Regions from separate parts of the Sus scrofa genome. Here region 1 is linked to region 2. Evidence: chromatin contacts called from public Hi-C data. All regions are on one chromosome and are shown on one strand. Each heading gives the region's core, a stretch centred on a gene start, on an enhancer-like site or on the middle of the called end of the contact. The rest is flanking DNA. Distances are from core to core; before and after follow the strand shown. Region 1 overlaps PIP4K2A (phosphatidylinositol-5-phosphate 4-kinase type 2 alpha). Region 2 overlaps PIP4K2A (phosphatidylinositol-5-phosphate 4-kinase type 2 alpha).

Region 1 (5,900 bases), core at 1,057-3,556, 78 kb after region 2:
CTGAATGAATTTAAATTTGGATGGGTTTTTTCCAGGCTAATGATCTGCATTTACATAGAGACGAAGTGTCACCGAGAATCAGCAGCAGAGTGAATTATACTGTAGGAGGGGAAAACACAGACTTAAAAAATTGGCTAAAGCTACAAAGAGGAATAGTTTCCTCCTCTGCCCATAAGTGTAGGAATTACTCAACCGTTACTAATACAAAACCCAGGTATTACAAGTATTTAATACTCAAGTACTAATTACCCCCTTTTAATTTGGAAACCTTCTTTCTTAGCATTCAGCACGTAGAGGAAGATATTTGTGGACCATGTTCCAGAATCCGTGAAGGAAGGAAAACAGTCCACTGCCAGCGGAAGCTGCTGAGCTCAGGCGGCAGAGGGCTTTCCTTCACTGCCAGCCCCCATGGCTCCTCTTCGCTTGCTGGGTCAGCTCTGTGCTCCTCTGACACAGCCCCAAGAAGCTACGAGCATCTTCCCTGGGCTGGCAGCAGGGTCTCTCAGATCCACCAGACCTGGGGATGCTGAGCGCTGGGGTGGAGAATTAGCCCCGGGGAGCTTCTGGCCTGGGCTTGGCTCCCATCTGTGAACGACAGGTCACACATGTCTTAACGAAAGCCTGAGCTGCCTGCATGCAAGATGGTCACAGAGCCAGAATCTGAAGGATGGCCAGTCTAGAAGCTGCTTTAACTTTCCCCAAGTCATATAGACATTCTCTTAATGAAAGGCTATATGCACGTATTCTGGGCCCATAAATGTGTCTTTAAAAGGTGGTCAGGTGACCAGATCCCTCTGCTCACCTCAGGGCAGTGTGGACGCCCAGTGCCTGAGGGGAAGGAGAGATGCAAACTGGGCTGTGAGCTCCCCCAGGCGATTATTCCGCTGGGAAGACACTGCGTGGGCACCAGGGAGCACAGAGTATTCACAGTTGTATTAAAGTTAGGAAATCACTGCCCAGTGGTTTCCCAGTCTTTTTTTTTTTTTTTGCATTAGGATCTTCCCTTTTTTTTTTGTTTTTTTTTTTGTTTTTTTTTTTTTGCATTAAGATCTTCCACAAACAAAGGGCAGTTTCTGTTCTTAAACTCTACCCCAGGGCCCTCCTCCCCACCCCACCCCCACCTCAGAACTGAGAGCATCCTTTTGAAAACCAGCTCGGTGGAGTACAAATTCCTGAGCCCAAGAACTGTGTTTTCTTCCACTTTACACTCAGCCTGGATTTTTCACAAAAGGGATGCATGTGTGTGTCTGGAGGGGCCTCCAAAGCAGACGGGGCCAGACAGCACCCGCTGGGCTCACCCCACAGAACGTAAGGAGAGCACGTTCATCTGTGACCCTAAACCAGGGGACAAAGGCAGGGGCTTAGCCTGCCCCCCTCTAGAAGATGCGGGCGGGAAAGAGGCCTTGGTCTCTGCGGCCGGCTGGTGGCCCACCTCACTTTGAAGACCCTCCGATGTGAGGAGAGCAGGGTTTGGACCCAGCGTTTGCACAGGCATCATCTAGGACTGTCGGGTTTTCTGATTTCCAGCAGGATGAGAACCAGGGCAAGGACAGCACAGGTGACGTGACAGGGAAGGGGTTGGGGCCGGGAGGCAGAAAGACCTGCAAGGGGTGCAGTGCTGACCTCGGATGAGGCTCCAAAACGAGCTGGTGCTCGTGTATTTCCACGCTCTGCCTGGACCGTGTGTGTGTTGCAGCACGAAACCGATGCCACGCGTGTGCATATTTTCATTCATTCTTTCTGTTCCAGGGTTCCACAGTGGCCAGGGAAGCTAGTGACAAAGAAAAGGTAAGTGCCTGTCTCCCTCCCCCGTGCTCTGCATCCTTCTTTCTCGCCCTCCCGCTGTGACGCCTGCCGCCTCCCTCTGCCCCAGTCCCTCCTCGCGTGAGCTGCCCTGCCGAGCAAGGCCGGTGGTGTTTGTGGGTGAAACATTGCTCATCAATGTGATCTTGAAATCCTGCCGCCTCCAAGGTCAACACGATCCAAACTTGGCAGGTCCCTCAGCACCCAGGTCCTAACCCCACTTTATGGCCAGCAGGCCAGGTGTGACCTTGAGTCTGTGTCTTTACCTCTGGGCCCCAGTTCTCTCACCTGTAAAATGATGGTGTTGGGCTTCAAATTCACCTGTAAAACGTTGGCTTGCCTCACCCTCAAACTCCTTTCCAACCGGAACGTGTTAAGATCCGATTAGAGTATTTTTTGTGCAAAGACTTAGGGACGAGGAAACTTACCTTTTCCTGAGTCATTGGATATGAGGTAATATTTGAACAACATTCTGTCGATTATGCAAGTTTAGACAGATTCAACTGGAAGCAGTTTAAGAATGTGGAAAGAGCTTTCTGTACGTAAACCAAATCAGCAGCTGCTTACATGGAAGGTGCCGCTCGCGCCCAGCTCCTCCTCCTCACGCTGAAGTGCCATTTCTTGACCAAACCATTTGAAAGCTGAGCTCATGGGTGTTTGTTTTTAAATTAAATGTTTAGGATGCTATCATTCAGTTTTATAGATTTGGAAATCCCCTCTTACTTAATGCACCCAGAAGGTTGTGAATGTCTTTATGGTCGCTGTCTTATCTTCAGGGGTTAAAATAATGAATCGCACAGACAGGTCCAGCAAAGCACTGTGGACGTTAAACTGGAAGTGACAGTACCACGTGATAAGTGCATGGCTAGGGAGCATGGAGCAAGGGCACCTAAAGTCTGGCTGGGTGGTCTTCCTGGAAGAGGTGGTGGTTGGAAGCCTGAAGGACAAGCAGGGGTGAGCTAGAGAAAGAGGCAGGAAAGAGCAGAGCGTACAAGAGAGGGAGCGCTTGGCGCTTTCGTTGGAGGGAGGGGAGGCCACAGAGGTGAGCAGGACCAGCTGGAGAGGCTGTGGAAATGACCTGGATGGTGGCCTGCCCTGGGGTGCTGGAAGGGGGTACAGCAGAGATTTAGGAAGAAGCCACAGAACTTGGAGCTAATCTGGGAGGTGAGTGGTACCAGGGTGTGTGTGTGTGTGTCTGTCTGTGTGTGTGTCTGTGTGTGTGTCTGTGTGTGTGTGTGTGTGTCTGTGTGTGTGTGTGTCTGTGTGTGTGTGTGTGTGTCTGTGTGTGTCTGGGAGGTGAGTGGTACCAGGGTGTGTGTGTGTGTGTGTGTGTGTGTGTGTCTGTGTGTGTGTCTGGGAGGTGAGTGGTACCAGGGTATGTGTGCGTGTGTGTGTGTGGAGGGAGGGTGGGGTTCAGGATGACCCCCAAGTTTCTGGCTTGGACAGTGGGCAGGTGTTGATCCCACTCACTGAAAAAGGGAGGAAAGCAGGCGCAGTAGTAGAAACGTCAGCATGGCAAGAGAACAGAGGTGCCACGAGAGGCTGCCGAGAGGGCTTCCACTGGGAAAAAAAGGGCTTAGGAAACCTCCAGAGAGGATGAGCAGTAAAGACAGGGATGCCTAGATGAGGTCACCCAGGACGAGTTTTGGGGAGAAGAGAAGCACGTCTGGCGCCCCCAGAAGGTCATCATTTAAGGGGTTGGGTAAAGGAAGAGCCTGCAAAAGACCAGCCAGACAGGCGGTGAGGAGGAAAGCCTGGGTCATTTGTTCACATACTTACTGAGCGTCTAGTATGAGCAAGCATGCTGCCAAGCAGGATGAGAAATGCCTCTGTGTCCAGCGCCCCACTTCGTGAAACTTGCACTCCAGAGGCATCCCAGGGACTGGAGGAAGAGCACTTTCCCAGGTCCCGGGCGCCTGTGCGGGCAGGTGGGATGAGGACTGAGAATTACCCATTGGCTCTATCAGCAGGGCCGTCCCCCACCACCTCGTCAGTGATGGTGAGGAGAGCAGAAACCCAGGTGGCAGCAGGTTAAGAAGTGAGGCACAGAAGAGGGGAGGGTGGCTCCTTCTCTCACAGTTTGAGTTTTGGACTGTGCCCCGGGGAGCAAATTTTCACACGGCCAACCCCCCTGTAAATCACCTCGAAGGCACCAGCTTTGACCAAAAGCAGCAGAAGACGATAAGCTGTCGACTTCCACGTTGCTATGTAAACATTTCTTCCAGGTGCCAGAGACTCAAGCAAGTGTCTTAAGTTTTAGTCCATGAGAAACTCAGAGGCTGAGTAGCAGCGGGATTTTCTCCTGGGCTGTTAAAAGAAACAGACTAGCGTCAGAAGCAGCCAGCCCCAGCCCAAGAGCGTGGACACGATGCCAGCCACCGCTGGGCATGGTCACTCCATTTTTACTTTGTGCCCAAGTCTCTCGTGACTACAGCAGCTCCCCCCACCCCTTCATTTCCATTTCTTCAGGTCCCACCCCCAGGGGCTTGCTCTGCTCTGGCGGGAACCAGTGCCCAGACAGACAGTTGCAGCCAGTGGGGTGAGCGCGGTGGCACGCCGCATCCTGAGCAAGGACACAAATGAAGGAGACCACGGTAGCTGACGTGGCTGTGCCGTCTCTTCATCAGGAGCAGAGCAGTCGGTTAGCAACCTGTCCCTCCTCTTGCTGCCTCTGGGCCCTCGTGCTTTCCAGGAGCTGCTGGCATTCACCACGGTTCCACCCCGCCCCCCACCAGAGACATTTAGCCCTTTACTGGGGCAGGTTTCTGTGAAAAGACATGAAAATGAGACTTTAGCAGAAAGCCACTTTTCTGAGGCTGCTTCTATCATACGCTGAATGTGTGCAGATTGTTCCTCAAATCCTCTCCCTCAGAGGGGGGCGCAGAGAAACCGGATGGGAGCCCCTTTGGGGTCAGGGTCCGATTGCCCTTCCTCGCGTGTGGCAGATTCAAGACCCAGAAGCCTCAGTTCCCACGCTGCATCGCACCTGGGGGCAGAGGCGAAATACTACCTGGGAGGTGGTGGTGTTTGTCTCAGTGTCCCGGGACTTGGAAAGGTGGCCATGCCCGACCCGAGCCGGGCCCGTGCCAACTGCCCTGACCAGCCCCTTGATGTGGGTGCTGGTATCACTTCCTTTGTGTGAACCAAGTTCTCAGACCTTGTCCCACAGTCATGACGCGACACAGCCAGGGGTTCCAGCCCAGAGCTCACACTTCTCTTCACTGTATGGTACTGCCTTTTTTTTTTAAAAAGACTTTTTGTCAAAAAATCATATTAACCCCATGAATCATGAAGTTGAATGAGGAAGCATTTCACTACAGTGTTTCACTGACAAAAACATTGTTTGGGGGTTACACAGGGTACTAAGGCAAGTTCATGGAGTCTGGATTTAAAAGTTAAAAAGTGGCGAAATAAACTGGCCTCATTCTACGTTGGCACACCAGCCAATTCGTATCTCCTCCATTTGAGGCGTTTAGGTATTTCTGTAAATACAGTCTGTGTCACTGTAGCTTACTGTAGTGTAAACCATTCAAAGTGTCTACACAAGAGCCCGAGGAAGAATTGAGTGCTTTTTATTTCTGGGCTTGGACTTCCTGATAGCTTTTCTTCCAGGAGGTCATCCGCCTGCCTTTCTAAGGTGACAGGTGCTCACCGGGGCAGGCAGGAGGTCGGGGAGCTTAGAGATGTGGGATGTACACGTAATTAGAGCTGGTGACCCACGGGGACAGTGCCTGCCTTGATGACAACAGGACGTCGTGTCTCTGTTCTAGTTTGTTTGTCATCTAGCAACAACCAAGGCAACAGTTACTAAACTGTAGTACATAAAAATAAATGAAATGTATTAATGGAGCGGAACTCTTAAAACCCCCGGTTTTTAAATTCTTAAAAAAAAAAAAAAAAAGTCTTTGCTTTCCTTTTTCTGTCAGACTTCAGGTTTTCTCTCCACAATCAGTTATTATTTTTGACTCTGCCAAAAAGCATCATCTTCTTTGTCTTCACAAATACAACCATAAATGTTATCAAAACAATCACTGTTCCCTCTGGTTACAAAACCCTTGGAGAAGGCTGAAAATATTTTCTGCATTTTTGCCTTTTCT
Region 2 (6,005 bases), core at 634-3,133:
ATTAGCACTATGAATGAAAAATAACCCAGTGCCTGTGTTAGTTTTTTTGGTTTGTTTGTTTGTTTGTTTGTTTTAATATCAGGGCTTTCTGACTTGTAAAAATGAGATCTTTGAGGGAAGTTACATGATTAGCTCTTGATGGTAAGGTATTGCTACAAGAGGGTGCTTATTTATCCCAAGCAAATGTCTCTGGGCCACGTTCTCATGATCAGAAACATCTCTCTGCTTTCTTATTTCAGGAATGTTTATCCCCAGCATTTATTGGCCAAATTGATCTCTCAAAGACCTTGTGGTCTGGCAAAGGCACTTCTTGCTAGTTAGAGCAACAAAATACTTGGAGTATGTTTTAAATAGTTGCATTCAATTATATTTGTTGCCTTGAAGCCTGGGGAGAAAACCCGCCTGTTTCCAGACCACAAAGAGCAAGGTTTGGGGGTTTGTTTGTTTTGTTAATGTTTGATTGTGGTTAATCCGCTTTCTGTTCTTCCTGGAGATAAACTGCATTTAAAAAAAAAAAAAGTTAGTGTTTCAGGCTCCCCTCCCATAAAATCAGAGAGGTGCATGAAATGACAGGAAAGGGTCAAACTCCAATTATTAAGTGTTTTTCAGTCTGAGGAAAATCTTTAGAAGAGGCAGAGAGGTCATTGTCTGGAACAAGTGGTTAGAGATTTTCAAAGATATTCATTAAAATCTGAACAAGAGGAATAATGGAAAGAAGCTGTTCTCTGGAAGAAATTTCCTTGACTGCTTTTCTGCTTCTTTGATACAGTAAGAACCAGTTAATGTTGGGTAACAGAATATTCAGAGAATGACTGCATTATGCAGATTTGTCTCTTTATTTCAATGAGTGGTAAGTTCTGTTTTTTTTTTTTTTTTTTTGTCTGAATTTTGTATACATAGTATCACTCATTATTTGGTCCTTTTTTTTTTTTTTTTTTTTCTTTTTTCTTTTTTCTTCTTCGTATAGTTTGAGGTGCAACCTTTGCAGAAACAGTGCAGGAAAACTATATGTATGAACACACCGAATGATGGCCTGGAACAGAGCCTGCAGAGGCTCAGTGCCTGGAAGGAAGATCAGTTAGAATGGAATATCCCAGGCTGGCTTAGAGGGGAAAGAGATCGAATTTGAAGGACTGGGGGGAGTTTTTAGATAAGCCTGGTTCACCAGGAGTGAAATATGGCTGAGATGTTCTCCTTGATATTTTATTTTTGTCTTCTAAATGCTTTTCTTGGAACCTAATTCCTTTCACACATTGTTTTCGTTTTGTTGTTCTCAGCCCTCTGCTTCCAGGGCTAGGGCTCAAGTCTCCTGCTCCTCACTGGAGATTTTATTGCCTGCAATCCCAGAGGGTCACTTTGCATATACTCATTGTCAGTAGCATGTTTTCATTGGGTTATTTACTGTGGCTTCGGTCTCCCTGCTTCCCCAATGGACCCACTGCTTAGTCTCCACAACCCCCTCCTCTGTGACCTTTGGGGGCCGTTCCCTTGTTACTTAGACACAGATGCGAGGGCTGGTTGTGGGAAGAAACATTCCCTGTCAACCGTCCCACCAGTCAATGGTTTTTTTTTTTCCCTTGTAGTTGAAGACACTGAATTCTTGTCATTTTTTAACCCCTGTGTTATTATCTTTCACGTTGCATAGATCAGATGGGTCTTGGATGGGGTTTAGGATCCCTCAACCATCAAACTGCTGGCGTCTGTGTTGATCCCATTGCTCCTTTCACATGCTTATCTGTCCCTGCCTCTTCATCGCAAACCCTTTCACAAAATAATGACGCATCTACTTTATGACAAAGCAGGAAAACAGACACACACACACTCACGGTATTTAGTCACCAAATTATCTAGAAAGACTTAGACTATGACTCTCCCTCCCTGTGAGTGTTTCCCAAGGGCAGACACACAGGCATGCTCTTAACACGCCGCCTGGAGCTCAGCAAGAGTCTGGAGGATAGAAGTTAGGAAGTCTTGTCCTTTTTCATCTCCTGCTACCAAAGAGCCTCTTTGAGAAAGTGGCTTTCCATCCCGGTTTGAAAAAAAAAGAAACTTCAGAGTCAACAAGGTTGTTTATTTACTTAAGGGAGAGAAAACATCTCTGGGCCCGCCAAGCTGATAGCCTAGTCACCTTTGATCCTGGTGCGGTCCGCCCCCACCCCACGGCGGATTCTTTTTTGTGAGGAGACTCAGTCTACCTACAAGGAAGGCAGTAATTAAAGAAAAGAATATATCAGCCGGTTCATCTGGAGAATGATCTGGGTAGATAATCGTCACCGTTCTTCCGAGCGCGGGTTTAATGCTTCGGGTCAGCTCTGACTCTGCAGGTGGGGGTTAAAGAGCAGCCTCTTGCAGATGCCTCCTGGGAGATGCCCTCGGCTCCACCCCCCTTGTGCTCTGGTTCAAAAGAGGAGGAAAACGTGTCCCTCGGAGTTAGAAACCCCGCACAGAGACTGCAGGTTTTGCTCTGATAAACAGATGGCATCCCCAACAATTATTCTCAGCAGAAGTAAGGGTGGTCTTGATAGTTTGCCATCCAAACGGATCTGCTTCCTGCGTCTCAGAGCCCAAGGCTGTTTGTAAGAAAAATGTGTGTGTTTAAAACCCCCACCTAATAGATGAGCACAAAGTACCTAGAAGCAAAATGCAAGTTCTTTTGTATGAGATGGAGGAATGAAAGCACAGTGTCAGGCTGTCTGGATTATTTTTTTTTTAAGTAATAAGAGTCAGAAATCCCAGGAAACCTAACCTTCCCTCTTCTTCCTTTTCTTTTGGCTTTTTCTCCAGCTGCAAGTGGGGATGGGCACTGTCTTCACTGGGAGGCACATCATGACCCCAGAGGTGGGTCTTTCCCGCCCTTAGAGGCTGCAGAAAACAGAGACGTTGCTTCTTCACTGTGTCCATGGAAAGTTGGCTTTCGGGTGTAGCCCTGTTTGTTGATCTGCAGTGCACTGTGCCGGGGTTATCAGTTTCCTAGGGAGTTGATCATGAAATTAAAAGTGTTTTACTGGGGTTAATTATATTACTAAATATTATACCCAATTCTAGCCGAGCAGAAAGAGGGCTTTGTCTTCAGGATACTAGGTACAAGGCAGGAACTAGGGCCACTGACGCTGCTAGGACCCTACTGTTTGATCTTCTGTGTTGGCCTCCTCCAGCCTCGATTGTGGAGGACACTGACGGCCTCCATTCTCTATTTTGGGGGTGGAAGGTGGGAGGGGGAGCTGCACACTCGGCATATGGAAGTTCCCAGGCTAGGGGTTGAATCACAGCTGCAGCTGCCAGCCTACACCACAGCCACAGCAACGTGAGATCTGAGCCACGTCTGTGACCAGCTCATGGAAACATTGGATCCTTAACCCACTGAGCGAGGACAGGGGTTGAACCTACAACCTCATGGGTACTAGTTGGGTTCATTACCCCTGACCATGGGGAACTTCCAATGGTCTCCATTCTTTATACCTCATCATTTGATAGTGGGGAGAGGCTAGCGTGAAGGTCCCATGTCTGACCTGGGAAAGGAGGTTCATTGCGCCTGCGTGGGGCTGGAGCCATCCCTGGACCTGCAGTTGGGTGGGAGTAGGGAACTCTGATGGCCAGGGAACAGGGTCCCAGCATAAAGAGTCCTTACTCCTCTGGTAACCAGATGGGTGTGGGGAGGGAGATGGGTGTTGAGCTGGGCATTCAGAAGAGAGGGTTGACTGTGCATTAAATGAGTCAATATGTAGTCTCTTGAAGAAAAGAAAAAATCACTTTTTTATACCACTGTCATCACCTTAATGTGATCTTTTAGGATCTGTTTTCTGAGCCAGACTGAGTTTATTGTGGCGGAGCAGCCTTGGTGAACTCAGGACCATTTGAAGGGCGGGAGGTAAAAGCAGGACCTCTGGCTGGGCAGTTTGAGTCCTAGGGTTTGCCCCAGCTTCCCCAAAGGCCCTTGAGTCTCAGTCTCTTCATTTATAAAGTGAGGAGGTTAGAGAAATGTGCCCTCCAAGTCTAAAACTGCTTTTCTGGAGTTCCCGTCATGGCACAGCTGTCGGAAACGAATCTGACTGGGAACCATAAGATTGCGGATTCGATCCCTGGCCCTGCTCAGTGGGTTAAGGATCCAGCACTGCCATGAGCTGTGATGTAAGTCACAGATGTGGCTCAGATCCCATGTTGCTGTGGCTGTGGCTGTGGCTGTGGCTGTGGAGTAGGCTGGCAGCTGCAGCTCCGATTTGACCCCTAGCCTGGGAACGTCCATATGCCGTGGGTACAGCCCTAAAAAAGACCAAAAGACAAAAAAATAAAAAGATAAAACTGCTTTTCTGTCTGCAGCATCATTTGTCATTGAATATAATAAGTTTGCCAGAAGATTTGTGATCTATTTAAAAAACACTGGTGCCCTACTAGCATATGTTGCACTTAGCTATCTGATAATGTTTGATCGTATAAGATAGAGGCATTAAGATACTTTTTCAGAAATTCCCATTGTGGCACAACGGAAATGAATCTGACTAGTATCCATGAAGATTTGGGCTTGATCCCTGGCCTCGATCAATCAGTGGGTTAAGGATCCTGCGTTGCTATGAGTCATGTAGGTTACAGAGGTGGCTCAAATCCTGGGTTGCTATGTCTGTGGCTCCAATTTGACCCCTAGCCTGGAAACTTCCAAATGCCACAGGTGCAGCCCTAAAAAGCAACAAAATTTAAAAAACAAACAAAATGTTTTAAAATGAAATGTGAAAAATGTGTTTTCCCCTCCCTCATTTTTTTCTTGCTTCTCGCAGCTGTGTACTGCCTTTTTGCTTGATAATTTTTCCCTAGATCTCACTGGGCTCCATCTCTTTGCTCTATGTTTATATCGAGTATTAAACATCATTCTCTTTCATCTAACTACAACTGCTTCTCATCTGTTTCAGCTGCTCATTATTTCCACTATGCATTAGGGAATACAAAACTGAGCCGTGTTTAAGCAACTTAGTGTCAATCACTGGCGTCTAGATTCCATTTTCCCACAGGCTGAGAAGAAGGTAAATAAATTGGATTGAGCAAGAAGCCTAAATATTAGCATGTGCCCATGATTGTCTTTTTCAGCAGAACTCCATGAAGAGGGCAGGCAAATCCCCACAGCAGGGACCAAGCCACCGGAGTGCTGCCTTATCACACAGCATCAGCCTAATCCACTCCTGGGGTCCTTTCTGGGGCAGTGGGTCTCTGCCAGCCTGTCTTGCTGCCACAGTGCCATCCTGCCAGCCAACATTAAACCCTTTCATGTAATTTTTTGTTCCCTTCAAGCTACAGGACGAATCTCATTTCTTATCTCACCCCAAGGGATTCTTGGGTCTGTAGAAAGACTGGCACTTGATTGTTGCCAGGGTTTCTTTTGGTTCTAAAATACCAGGTGCTGCTACCAAAGGTGTGAATTTCCCAGATATAATGCCATCATCATTCTTCCTATGGTGGTTTATGAGTCCCTATTATGTTAAGCCAAACAAACATTTTCTTTCAATATTCTAGAGGTAATAAAAAAAAAAAAATCCAGTGAGCTTCATGTAAAGGATTGTGTTTTAATAAAAGTGGTAATTCGAAACACCTGTTTAACGCGTGCCTGGCACTTCTAATCAAAGCTCTGTTAATCCTTTGCTTGGGACATCCTGATTTTTCTTTTGCTTTTTTTTTTTTAAAAAAAAGAGAGAACATACCCATTTGATTGAAATTTGAGTCTTCTGAGTAAAACTGCCAGTTTCAATTAAGTTTGAAAATTGGAATATGGCTGCGAGCTGGATGAAATTCAGCATAGTAATTTCCTTCACGTGTTCTGCTTGGACGGCCTGTGGATTTGTGCAGATGAAGACGATTCATGACTAATTGTTCCCACTTCTGTGAATTAAATACACCTTTTTAGTTTTATTGGTGTTCATAAAAGTTCTCTTATGCATATTGAAGGAAGAGGTCATTAAAAAAAATGTTCAGTTTCAGACTTACGGTTGCCAGGTGGGAGAGGGGAGGGAGGGGTGGACTGG

Evidence for each region. Hi-C and Micro-C count contacts between places; a contact is called where the count stands out from the background.
Region 1: a contact with region 2 is called in a Hi-C map of liver, with 1.6 times the contacts expected there. The contact joins two enhancer-like sites. A contact is called at or near these places in 4 of 47 Hi-C or Micro-C datasets (embryonic fibroblasts, liver and skeletal muscle).

Annotation. Positions count from the first base shown.
Region 1 is chr10:52,372,090-52,377,989 of Sscrofa11.1, forward strand. It overlaps PIP4K2A (phosphatidylinositol-5-phosphate 4-kinase type 2 alpha), which reads left to right. Exons shown (of 10, transcript NM_001195781.1): 6 at 1,750-1,788. Among named protein-coding and RNA genes, the nearest start is that of PIP4K2A, 150 kb to the left of the region's middle. Within about 2 kb of position 2,307, at least 2 of the 83 cell types and tissues checked have an H3K27ac peak or open chromatin away from gene starts, as enhancers often do. A contact at or near this core is called in liver, where this site is marked.
Region 2 is chr10:52,294,823-52,300,827 of Sscrofa11.1, forward strand. The region is part of intron 1 of PIP4K2A (phosphatidylinositol-5-phosphate 4-kinase type 2 alpha); the gene reads left to right. Among named protein-coding and RNA genes, the nearest start is that of PIP4K2A, 73 kb to the left of the region's middle. Within about 2 kb of position 1,884, at least 16 of the 83 cell types and tissues checked have an H3K27ac peak or open chromatin away from gene starts, as enhancers often do. A contact at or near this core is called in liver, where this site is marked.